2 separate regions of the Sus scrofa genome follow, and region 1 is linked to region 2. A link is a contact called in public HiChIP or PLAC-seq data. All regions are on one chromosome and are shown on one strand. Each heading gives the region's core, a stretch centred on a gene start, on an enhancer-like site or on the middle of the called end of the contact. The rest is flanking DNA. Distances are from core to core; before and after follow the strand shown.

The links. HiChIP or PLAC-seq counts read pairs in DNA pulled down with a chosen protein or histone mark.
Region 1: a contact with region 2 is called in an H3K27ac HiChIP or PLAC-seq map of alveolar macrophages. The contact joins the enhancer-like site here to the promoter of WNK1 in region 2. A contact is called at or near these places in 1 of 5 promoter capture datasets (liver), 17 of 47 Hi-C or Micro-C datasets (blood, brain, embryonic fibroblasts and 10 more) and 2 of 2 datasets of contacts at active chromatin or transcription factors (alveolar macrophages and skeletal muscle).

Annotation. Positions count from the first base shown.
Region 1 is chr5:67,895,086-67,899,716 of Sscrofa11.1, forward strand. LOC102167892 (a long non-coding RNA gene) reads left to right here. Exons shown (of 5, transcript XR_002344143.1): 5 at 1-241. Among named protein-coding and RNA genes, the nearest start is that of WNK1, 100 kb to the right of the region's middle. Within about 2 kb of position 2,381, at least 14 of the 83 cell types and tissues checked have an H3K27ac peak or open chromatin away from gene starts, as enhancers often do. A contact at or near this core is called in alveolar macrophages, fetal skeletal muscle, omental adipose tissue and 2 more, where this site is marked.
Region 2 is chr5:67,997,595-68,002,423 of Sscrofa11.1, forward strand. It overlaps WNK1 (serine/threonine-protein kinase WNK1), which reads left to right and starts at 3,198. Exons shown (of 29, transcript XM_013997884.2): 1 at 3,198-4,262. The coding sequence starts at 3,510.

The DNA of each region.
Region 1 (4,631 bases), core at 1,131-3,630, 100 kb before region 2:
CAGACAGGCAAGAGCAGGTCCTGTTGATGGGCAGAGAGGTGGCGTGGATGTAGGAAGTATGCGGGAGGACGGGGCTGAAACATGAGGACCAGTCCCCGGAGACGGGGTGTCAATCACAGGGGACTCTGCCCAGGGTGAGGGGCTACAGAGAGCTTTTGTAATGGGAAGGGCCAGAGGTGAGCTGATTAGAAAAAGCCGATGATGAGTCCTGGGGGCAGAAGACATATCAAGAAAGTGGAGGACTGGTTCAAGGAAATTTCTGGGCGTGGAAACCCAGAATCACGCTGTCTTCCCGAGTGGCTGCCTGGCCGAGGTAGAGACAAAGTCCTACAGACAGAACAGTTCTAGGAGCAAACTTGAACCTCTCTGGGAATTGAGGCCAGAGGAGGGAAACAGGAAACAGAGGCAGTGATGATGACCTGATTGTTGGGGTCAATTCTGTCACCCTGCATTGAGCATTGGGTGACCTACAAATTACCAAGCTCCCTCTGGTTAGTGCTTCAAGATGTCTTACAGCCTGCTGATTAATCACGGGTTGCACTGAAAAGGAATGTGTGTAGATTCAAGGGCCTGATCTCCGGAGGACCTGAGTCTGGATCCGTGGGTGGGGGCAGCACAGAGTTTCTGGTGTTGGCACGCCAGGGAATCATCTGTGTGCGTCCTCTCTTAGGGACAGTGAAAACATGCTCTGGTCCCAGGCAAATGACAATGACGGGGTTATAGTCACATCAGGAAACCCACCCCACCCCACCCCACCTCCAAAGAGGAGGGAGGCCAAGGTGCCGAGATCTGGGGCTTCTTGTCTGTGACACAGGCCTCGCTCCCAACCTCTGAATTAGAAGCAAGACTTCTCAATGGTGTAAGGAAATTGCATGGTGCCCTCCTCTCTCATACCTTTAAGATTTGTCCAAAAATCTTCCATACAGCAGCCTCTTCTGTGACCTAATTCTGGAAAGAAGAATCCCTAGTTATGCCAATACAGGATTAAAAATCCCTGGGTGTTTACCTTCCAAAACAGATGTGGCAAGTCTCTGGCGCTTGTGAAGCTAAACTTGCCTGTATTTTATTAAGGGTGTGGTCACTCCTGCTGTTGTCTTGGGTGCCCTGACCTAGGAGGGTGTTGTCGTGAAGCCTGGTACAGGCCTTCGTGGCTTCAGAAGTCGCTGGGGATGAGTGTGTCCCTGCCAGAGGATCCCCAGGCCTTGCTTCAATGAGAAGCAAGAATAGCTGAGAAGCCCTATGTAACACCTGCCTCTCCATCCTGTCACCTAGTGTCCTTCTGCCTCCAGACCTGTCTTCAAGACAGATGCTGAGGCCAGTGTCCCGCCAGAGTGCAGTCGCATCCCTCCTGCCTGGGTGTGTAATTGGGGGTGTCTGTGACGCTGTAGGGCTTCTCAGGATGAAAGGACTAGTCTGGCCCCTACACTTTTTCTCACGGGTCCCTGAGTCTCCAAGGAAGTGACCATAGGCAGAAGCTCACAGGTTGTCCCTGGGCCCCTGCCCCCCTGGCGTAGGCCTGTTTCCTGTCCCTTGCTCACTCCCCAGGATGTTCTGATTTCCTCACCTCAGCTCTCTGTTTAGCCGCAGAGGTTGGGCAACTACCATGGGGCACTGGGGCCCAGGCCCTGCTTCCTATAGGACCTGGCCTCTGCTTCACAAGTCTATGTGAAGCCACTGTTGTCCGGAGGCCTGGCCTTCTCCTGACTCCAATTACTCCTCTGGGTGTTGCTGGTCAAAGGTCTCCCTCACAAAGACCTCCCATGTGCAGGCAGTGCCGGGCTCTGGTTAGCGTGCAAGCTCTGGGGTCGCCCATCCTGGGTGTAAACCCTGGCTCTGCCACGGGCTAGCGACCTTGACCTTTCCCCAGGTGTGATGGAGGTCTTGCCTCACCTTTGAAAGAGTCGGCTTGTTTTCCTTAGCCGATTGCAGTGACTGTATGGTTTAACTTGGTCGTCAGTTCAAAGTCTTCCTTTCTGGAGGCTCAGTCCCCCGCGGTACATGGCACACCCCATGTGAATCAGAGACTAGGGGCGTGGAGGGGTTGCAGCCATGCTGCGGTCCCCCGGGGCATCATGAAGGACACCCAGAGCCCGAGTTGGGCTGGCTCACCCTGCTCAGCTCCGGGCAGGAGCTGCAGGATGAGGAGAGGAAGGGAAGGAGCTCTTTTTTCTTTCCACAACCTCTCCGGCTCCAATCCCTCCTTCTTCCTCCACCAGAACCGTCAGGAGAAGGAACAAAGCAGGCTGCAAATGCCCCAGTATCCTCTTCCATCGTGGCCTCCTCCACTTTCTGTGGTTCTTGGGCAGGAATAGAGTGAGTGGTTTGCACTGTCCCTTTGCAAACCACCTCCAGACTCTTGGTTCCACATGCTTGCGTGTTATTTGCGTATGACTTACACATTAGTGGGATTGCTCCGCGGACTTCTCTGTGGTAAAGTGAGCTCCTTAAAGGGCGTGTGCCTGCGCCTGGCTTCTGGCCCCGGTGTTTTCCATTTAGGATGTTGCTATTCTCAGCTCTGTCACTCTGTGTGGGTAAGTCAGGGAAACCCCACCATTTATCTGGTCTGTAAAATGGGAGTAATAATCCCTGTCCTCCACATGGGGTTGTCACGGGGATTTTAAATTGTGGAGTAGATGTAAGATCATCTCATAAACTGTAAAAGAGGTAAACAATTTAGATGGTCTTGTTATTAAGCCTATTCCGTGCTCCCAGAGTCTGATGGGGACGAAGCATTTTCCAGAGGTAACCAGGGGGAGGATCTGACTTACTGATTTGATGCCAGACTGAATAAGGCCCCTGTGTCCCCTCCCCCACCATGGCTTTCTAGGGTGCTGGACGGCAGGGACCTTGTTCTGTTGAGGGCCCATCCCAGTGCATGGAAACTCCTCACCAGACAATGCAGAGGCTCAGCGCTGACTGCACTGTGTTTGAAATCCTGTGGGAAGTCAGTGGCAGGGTGGGGGTTGCAGTGGGGGAAGTCTAGAGAAGGCTGTGCTATTTTAGGACTGTAGAACGTTACTGCAGGAAGGAATTTAGCCCTCAGTGGTGCCCAGCCCCTCTGTTTTACAGAGGAAGAAACTGAGGTTAAGAGAGGTATGTGTCTTAGGGTTCCCGTCATGGCTCAGTGGTTAACAAATCTGACTAGCATTCATGAGGTTGTGGGTTCGATCCCTGGCATTGCTCAGTGGGTTAAGGATCCTGCATTGCTGTGGCTGTGGCATAGGCCGGCAGCTGTAGCTCCTTTTAGACCCCTAGCCTGGGAACCTCCATATGCTGCAGATGCGCCCTAAAAAGCAAAAAAAAAAAAGAAAGAAAAAAGAAAGAAAGGTGTGTGTCTCGCTCAGGACCCCTAGCAGCCTTCGCTTAGCAGTCTGGGCTGACCCAGTGATGGTCAGTGGGATAGCACCATGGCCCGAGGGCCCGCTCGGTCACAGTGCCAGAGCACTGGGCTCTGGGGAGACAGTGGGGTGTTGCATCTGGAGCTGAACTGCCTCTTAGCCCAGACATTCCGCCTCCATCTGCAGGGAAACAGGCTCTCAGCCTCCCAGGGCAGCACAAGGCAGACACACTTGGTTCACAAGTGCCCTTGAGAAGGTGACGAGAGTGGGGAGCACGCCATCCTCGTCTCCTGCCTCTGAGCCCTGTCCTCCCCCCCAACCCCAGCTGCCAAGTGCTTGGAGGGCCTGCTCAGGAGCAGGAAGACAGGTCTCAAGGCAGAGCCATGTGGGCCCCACAGACAAAGGAGCCTTGGAAAGGTCAGATTTATTTCTGACAAGGGGGCAAAAACCCATCCCTGAACTTTCATGAGCCTCACAGGATGGTTAGGGAGTGGGCAGCCAGCAGAGAGGGCAGTAACCAGAAGGACATTTCATGACCTTTGTTCTCAGGACCATTAGCTTTAATTCAGCAAGTTCTTGTTAGCAGGCGATGATGTGTCCAGCCCTGAGCCAGGCGCTTAGGGTGGAGGAGACAGAATATGTCCAAGACTTGCTTTCCAGGAGCTCTCTGGGGGTGTAAGACTCTCAGGTGTGAGTCGGAAGAGACAAAAGGCAGAAGCTGCATTTAAGGTCAAAGAGAAGATGCTTCAGAGGAATCGCAAAAATCAGTGTCTGAATCCCATGGTTCCAAAGGGCTTTGTGGGGAAGGGGAGCCTTTGTTTGAGCCCACCTCTTTCATTAGTCATCGAGTTGGGGAGGGAGCAGTTTAGCATGGAGAGTGGCGTAAGCAGAGGTGGGAATGAGCAGAGGAGCTGCCCATCTCCAGCCTCCTCTGCGCACAGGCTGTGAGCTAGAATCAGATTTGAAAGGATAAGTGCTCTGTCCCCAGGCACAGCAAAGATGCGCCCAGGCTTCTGGAAGAGAGAGGCAAAGGCATTACGGCTAAGCTGTGACTGGGGTTAGAATGGTTCCTTGAGCCCAGGGGTAGCAAAGAGCGTAGTCCTCAGTCTTGAGCCCAGCCAGCCTCACATAGGTAACTTTGCAGAGCTGTCACCAGCTCAGGGTCTGGATTTAGACTTGGCTTTGAATCCTCTCTCTGAAGCCTTTAGTGACGGTGACCTTGTTGTCACCCCTCAAAGCTTCAGTCTCCTCCTCTGTAAAATGAAGATGGTTGAGAAAACACTGAGGAGTTCC
Region 2 (4,829 bases), core at 1,948-4,447:
TGGAACTTGAAACATGAATCAACCCGAGAAAATGAACAAGGACTAAAGTGAATAAAGAACATGGTGAGAGGATTTCCCGTCCTGGCGCAGTGGAAATGAATCCGACTAGGAACCATGAGGTTGCAGGTTTGATCCCAGGCCTCGCTCAGTGGGTTAAGGAGCCGGCGTTGCTATGAGCTGTGGTGTAGGTCACAGACACAGCTCGGATCTGGCGTGGCTGTGGCTGTGGCTGGCGCAATTGGACCCCTAGCCTAGGAACCTCCATGTGCCGTGGGTGAGGTCCTAAAAGAACCAAAAGGAAAAAAAAAAAAAAAAAAAGAACATGGTGAGAGAAAATAAAATACTTATATTCTTCTTATGGACCCACCAGCCAGGAAGTCAAATCTCTAAGCTTAGTGGATCCATTGTGCTCTGGGTTATTTCTGCTACCTCTAACTTGATGTTTTATATGGATTACAGAGAGGTCAATTCTTTACTTAATAATTGAAGTGACAGAGAAAGGAAAATAATTATTAGGGATGTAACAGTAATGAGTAATAGAAAATACCCTGTTGATTGAAAGATGGTAAGTATTAAAATGGGAGCTGAACAAATAAATTCTGTAGTAAAACATTCACATAAACAGTTTAATCTTTAAATCTAACCATTGTACACAACATGATTACACTCAAGAGTTTTACCTGTTTTCATAGTGCAACTAACATTACACAAGTAGGAAAAGCCATCACATGGGCAAGTGTGGTTTTAAGTCAACAGTTAATTCAATTATTTACAATGAAATTAGTTGTTCCTGGCTGAAATAACGTGTTGATAGGGCATGGTGGTTGTCAAGGGACTTGTGTCCAATGCAGTGTGGCCACAAGTTCAGGGCCCGGTAAGCAGACTAGGTAATAATAAAGGCTTTTAATGACCAGTCACACAGAAATGTCATTTTTTTTTTTTATGGTGCCAAACTTGAACATTGTGATTTACTGATCTCCTTTAACTCACCAATTTATAAACAGTGGTCTCATGTTTAAAGTAGACTATTTTCCCTAGTAAAGCAACAACTTCACGAGTTCTAAGAAGCTGCCTCAAGAAGTACCATACAAATCTACTTTAAAGTCATTTCTCCCCTTGCTTTGCATTAAGTTAAAGCCTGGAGACAAACCACTTAACACAAAGCTAACGAGTGAAGGGGATATTTTCTAAAACAGTGGAATGCTAACATGTTAAGACTCTAGTTGTCTCTACTGAATTCCTGTTTTAAAATGTTCATTATCTGCTACAGTTTCATGAAACCTAACAACCGCTGGTTTTCAAACTGTTCTGCGTACCTAGAAGTGTAATTTGATGAACTGAAATAAGTGTAACTATTTTACGTTATCAGAGGAACTGTAGAACAAAACTTCTCGAAGTGGAGCTCTTCCAGTAGGTCTGGGCATTTCCTAGGAAACTAGCGCTAACAAACCTTCGGTCGCGCTGCTTCCAACCGCCGCTTCCCCGGCCGGAGCGAGTCCCCAGCGGGCGCGGGGGCAGGAGCCGGAGCCTGAGCCTGAGCCAGAGTCGGATTCGAAGCGCGCGCACGTTTTGTGCGGTTGCACACGTTTAAGTGCTTCCAGCTCCTACCGTTGAGCTTAGACTTTCAACCGCCGTCTGGCCTCGCGTCTGGCTTCCTTCTCCGTCGGGTGCCCCCTGGTGCTCATCACCTGCACCATCTTGAATAACTGAGAGGAGTAAGGGGTCCGGCGAGTCCAAGGATTGCTTTCGAGAAAGCCGCAAGTCTGCAGATTTCCTCCACATCCAAAGCCGTGATATAGATTACATGTGTACATTCATGCACCTTTAGAGTAAAGAGGGATGCTGGTTTATTAAGCACCAAGCAAAAGACAGTTGGACATTTAAGTTTCGTCCAAGTCAATTCAGCTCTTTCAAGCTTGTGGTAAAAGACGCAAAGATCCGCAGACCTTGTCTTTTGAGTCCATTACCACCTCACCTTCCCCCCTTTCCACGTACAGTCTTTTTTTTTCTGGCAGAGTTCGCTTTGACGTTTGACTACACTGGGGCAGCCCAACACTGAGAGCCAGAGTGTGTGTCCTGGGCTGGAGCCGAGGATGCGGCCTTAAGTGCTATGGGAGGTAGGCGCACAATCATTCTCCCTGTCTCCTTCCTTGCCACGCACCCAATCAGTGTGATGCACAAAGTTTGTGGCCCAGGGAGGGGGTCCGGCTCCCCCTGCTCTCCACCACACCCGGGTCTCAGCACCGCCGCGGCTCCTCATTACACAGAAGCAGCCCATATTCCAGCCACGGCAACACCAAGAGCTCGCTCTCGCCTCAGCAGAGCATGATGGGAGCCTCTCCCCTCGTCCTGCCTCCCTTTCCTTTTCTTCTCCCTTCTCTCATTCCACAATTAATGCCTAAGTCATGATTTCCCTAGCTGGTGCCGACTGAGGGATGGGGCTTAGCGACCCACGGTGACGCTCCCACCCACCTTCCAGAAGGGGCGGTTTCAAAAGGAACTACAGTTCCCGTCGGGCATCAGGCTAAGTAACCGCAGGGCGACACGGGAGTCGTAGGCGCCTTCCTCCTCCGTCCCTTTCATTCCTCAACGCGTCAACTACAAGTCCCAAGGGGCCTCGGGACAGCACGCCTGCGCGAGAGCCCCGCCAGCGGGTGGGGGTGGGGCGCTCCGGGCGCTGGGGGGCGGGGCCGGAGCGGGCTGTGTGGAGGTTTTAGACTCCCGGCGCCATTTAGCGCGGAGTTTCCCTGGCGGACGCGGCTCTTCTCCTTCGGCCTCTCTGCACCGTCTCCGTGACAGAAGCTCCTGACGGGGTGACTGCCCTTCCTCCTCCCTGCCCTCCTCGGCCCGGAGGAGCAGCGGTTCGGGCCCTTCCCCACCGGCCCTCCCTCTATTAGCCCCCGGCCCCGGCCCGGAGGGGACGGGGTCCGCCGGGCCCGCGGCGGGCGGCGAGGCCCGGGGCCGGGGGCAGCTCCTCTGCTCCTCCGCGTCGCGCGTCTGCCCCTCGCGTCGGGCGATGGGTGGCCTGTGAGGCCGTCCAGGAGTTTGGCGGGGAGGAGGAGCGGCCGCCCGCCTGGCCGCGAGCCCCGGCGCGGCCTCCCCCGCCTCCGCGCCTGAGCGGCCGCCGTTCGGGGGTCCGCGCGCAGCTGCCGGCCTCAGGGCCCAACCCGCCCGGCCGGGCCACGGCGGCGGGGAGCCAGTGCCGCCCCCGCCTGGACTCGGTGCGGGCTCCCGCGCTGCACCCATGACTGCGCGCAGCTGCCGCTCCCGTCCGCTCGGCCGCCGCTTGCCGCACGATGGGTGCGGGCGGTGAGGCGCCAGCCCCCGTGCCTCCGCCCCGCCACCGCCCCCGAGCAGCCCGTTTCGACAGCCGCAGCGGCCTCCGCAGCCCGGCCCGCTGCCCCGCCTCCCGCTCGGACCGCCGAGTCAGTGCCGAGTGAGGGGCCGTCGGCCCACAGCGGCCCGCTTCTATCCAAATTAGAGCCGCCTGCCTCGCTCCCACTCCTACCATGTCTGGCGGCGGGGCCGATCAGCAGAGCAGCCCGCCGGGCTCCCTGTTCCTTTCGCCGCCAGCGCCTGCCCCCAAGAATGGCTCTAGCTCGGACTCCTCGGTGGGGGAGAAGCTGGGCGCCGCGGCAGCGGACGCCGGAGCCGGCAGGACGGAGGAGTACCGGCGTCGCCGCCACACCATGGACAAGGACAGCCGGGGGGCGGCCGCGACCACCACCACCGAGCACCGCTTCTTCCGCCGTAGCGTCATCTGCGACTCTAACGCCACGGCGTTGGAGCTGCCCGGCCTCCCCCTCCCACTGCCCCAGCCCGGCGCCGCCGCGGTGGCCCAGCAGAGGAGCCCCCCGGAGCCCCACCGCGAGGAGACTCTGACCCCCGCTGTCGCCCATGTGGCCCAGCAGCCGCCAGCCGCCGCCACCCCAGGGGAGCCGGCCGCCGCAGTCCCGGCCGCCGCCTCGGCCCCGGGCAGCGCCAGCCGAGACCGTCAGGTTGCCCAGCCCAGCCAAGCGGGGAGCAAAGAGGAGCCCCCGTCGGCGAGAAGCGGCAGCGGCGGCGGCAGCGCCAAGGAGCCGCAAGAGGAGCGGAGCCAGCAGCAGGATGACATCGAAGAGCTGGAGACCAAGGCAGTGGGCATGTCCAATGATGGCCGCTTTCTCAAGTTTGACATCGAAATTGGCAGGGGCTCCTTTAAGACGGTCTATAAAGGTCTGGACACCGAAACTACGGTGGAGGTCGCTTGGTGTGAACTGCAGGTATACACGAGCTACTTCTTTATTTTACGGTGGTTTGGATCCCAGATTTGGCTCAGTTCGACCAGTTTCTAGAGTTCACCCTTGGCATGTCTTTCTCTAACTGTTCGCTCCAAGTCGAGTGTGGTGGGAGGCCAACTTTTGAAAAGAGGTAGAAACCAGAATTTGGGGCTTGCACCTAGGTGTTTGGATAGAATAGGAGTTAGTGGCTGTAGCTAGTGCGATTTGCTTCTAGGGAAGGAGTGGTGAAAGGCATCCTGGTACAAATGTCTTGCTTACTCGTTATTGTTTTAGTGTCTGGCAGGAAACTTGAAGTTAGTGGGGAAGTTTTTGAGTTAGATTAAGCACAGCCTTCTTGCCTTCTACTCATCAGGAGGTCTGCAATGATGAGCTGCTGATGTGTTAGGCGCGTGTTTCCATCTGTGAGATCAGGCTGTGTTTTTAAGAAAGACCTTGTTCACGAATGACCTTCCTTTGGATGTATCTTAGTTCGTGGTCACACAGGAATCTAATAAACTATTAAAAGGTATTTCTTCTTTGGGTAAATAATTTGTGACTAGAAATGTACAA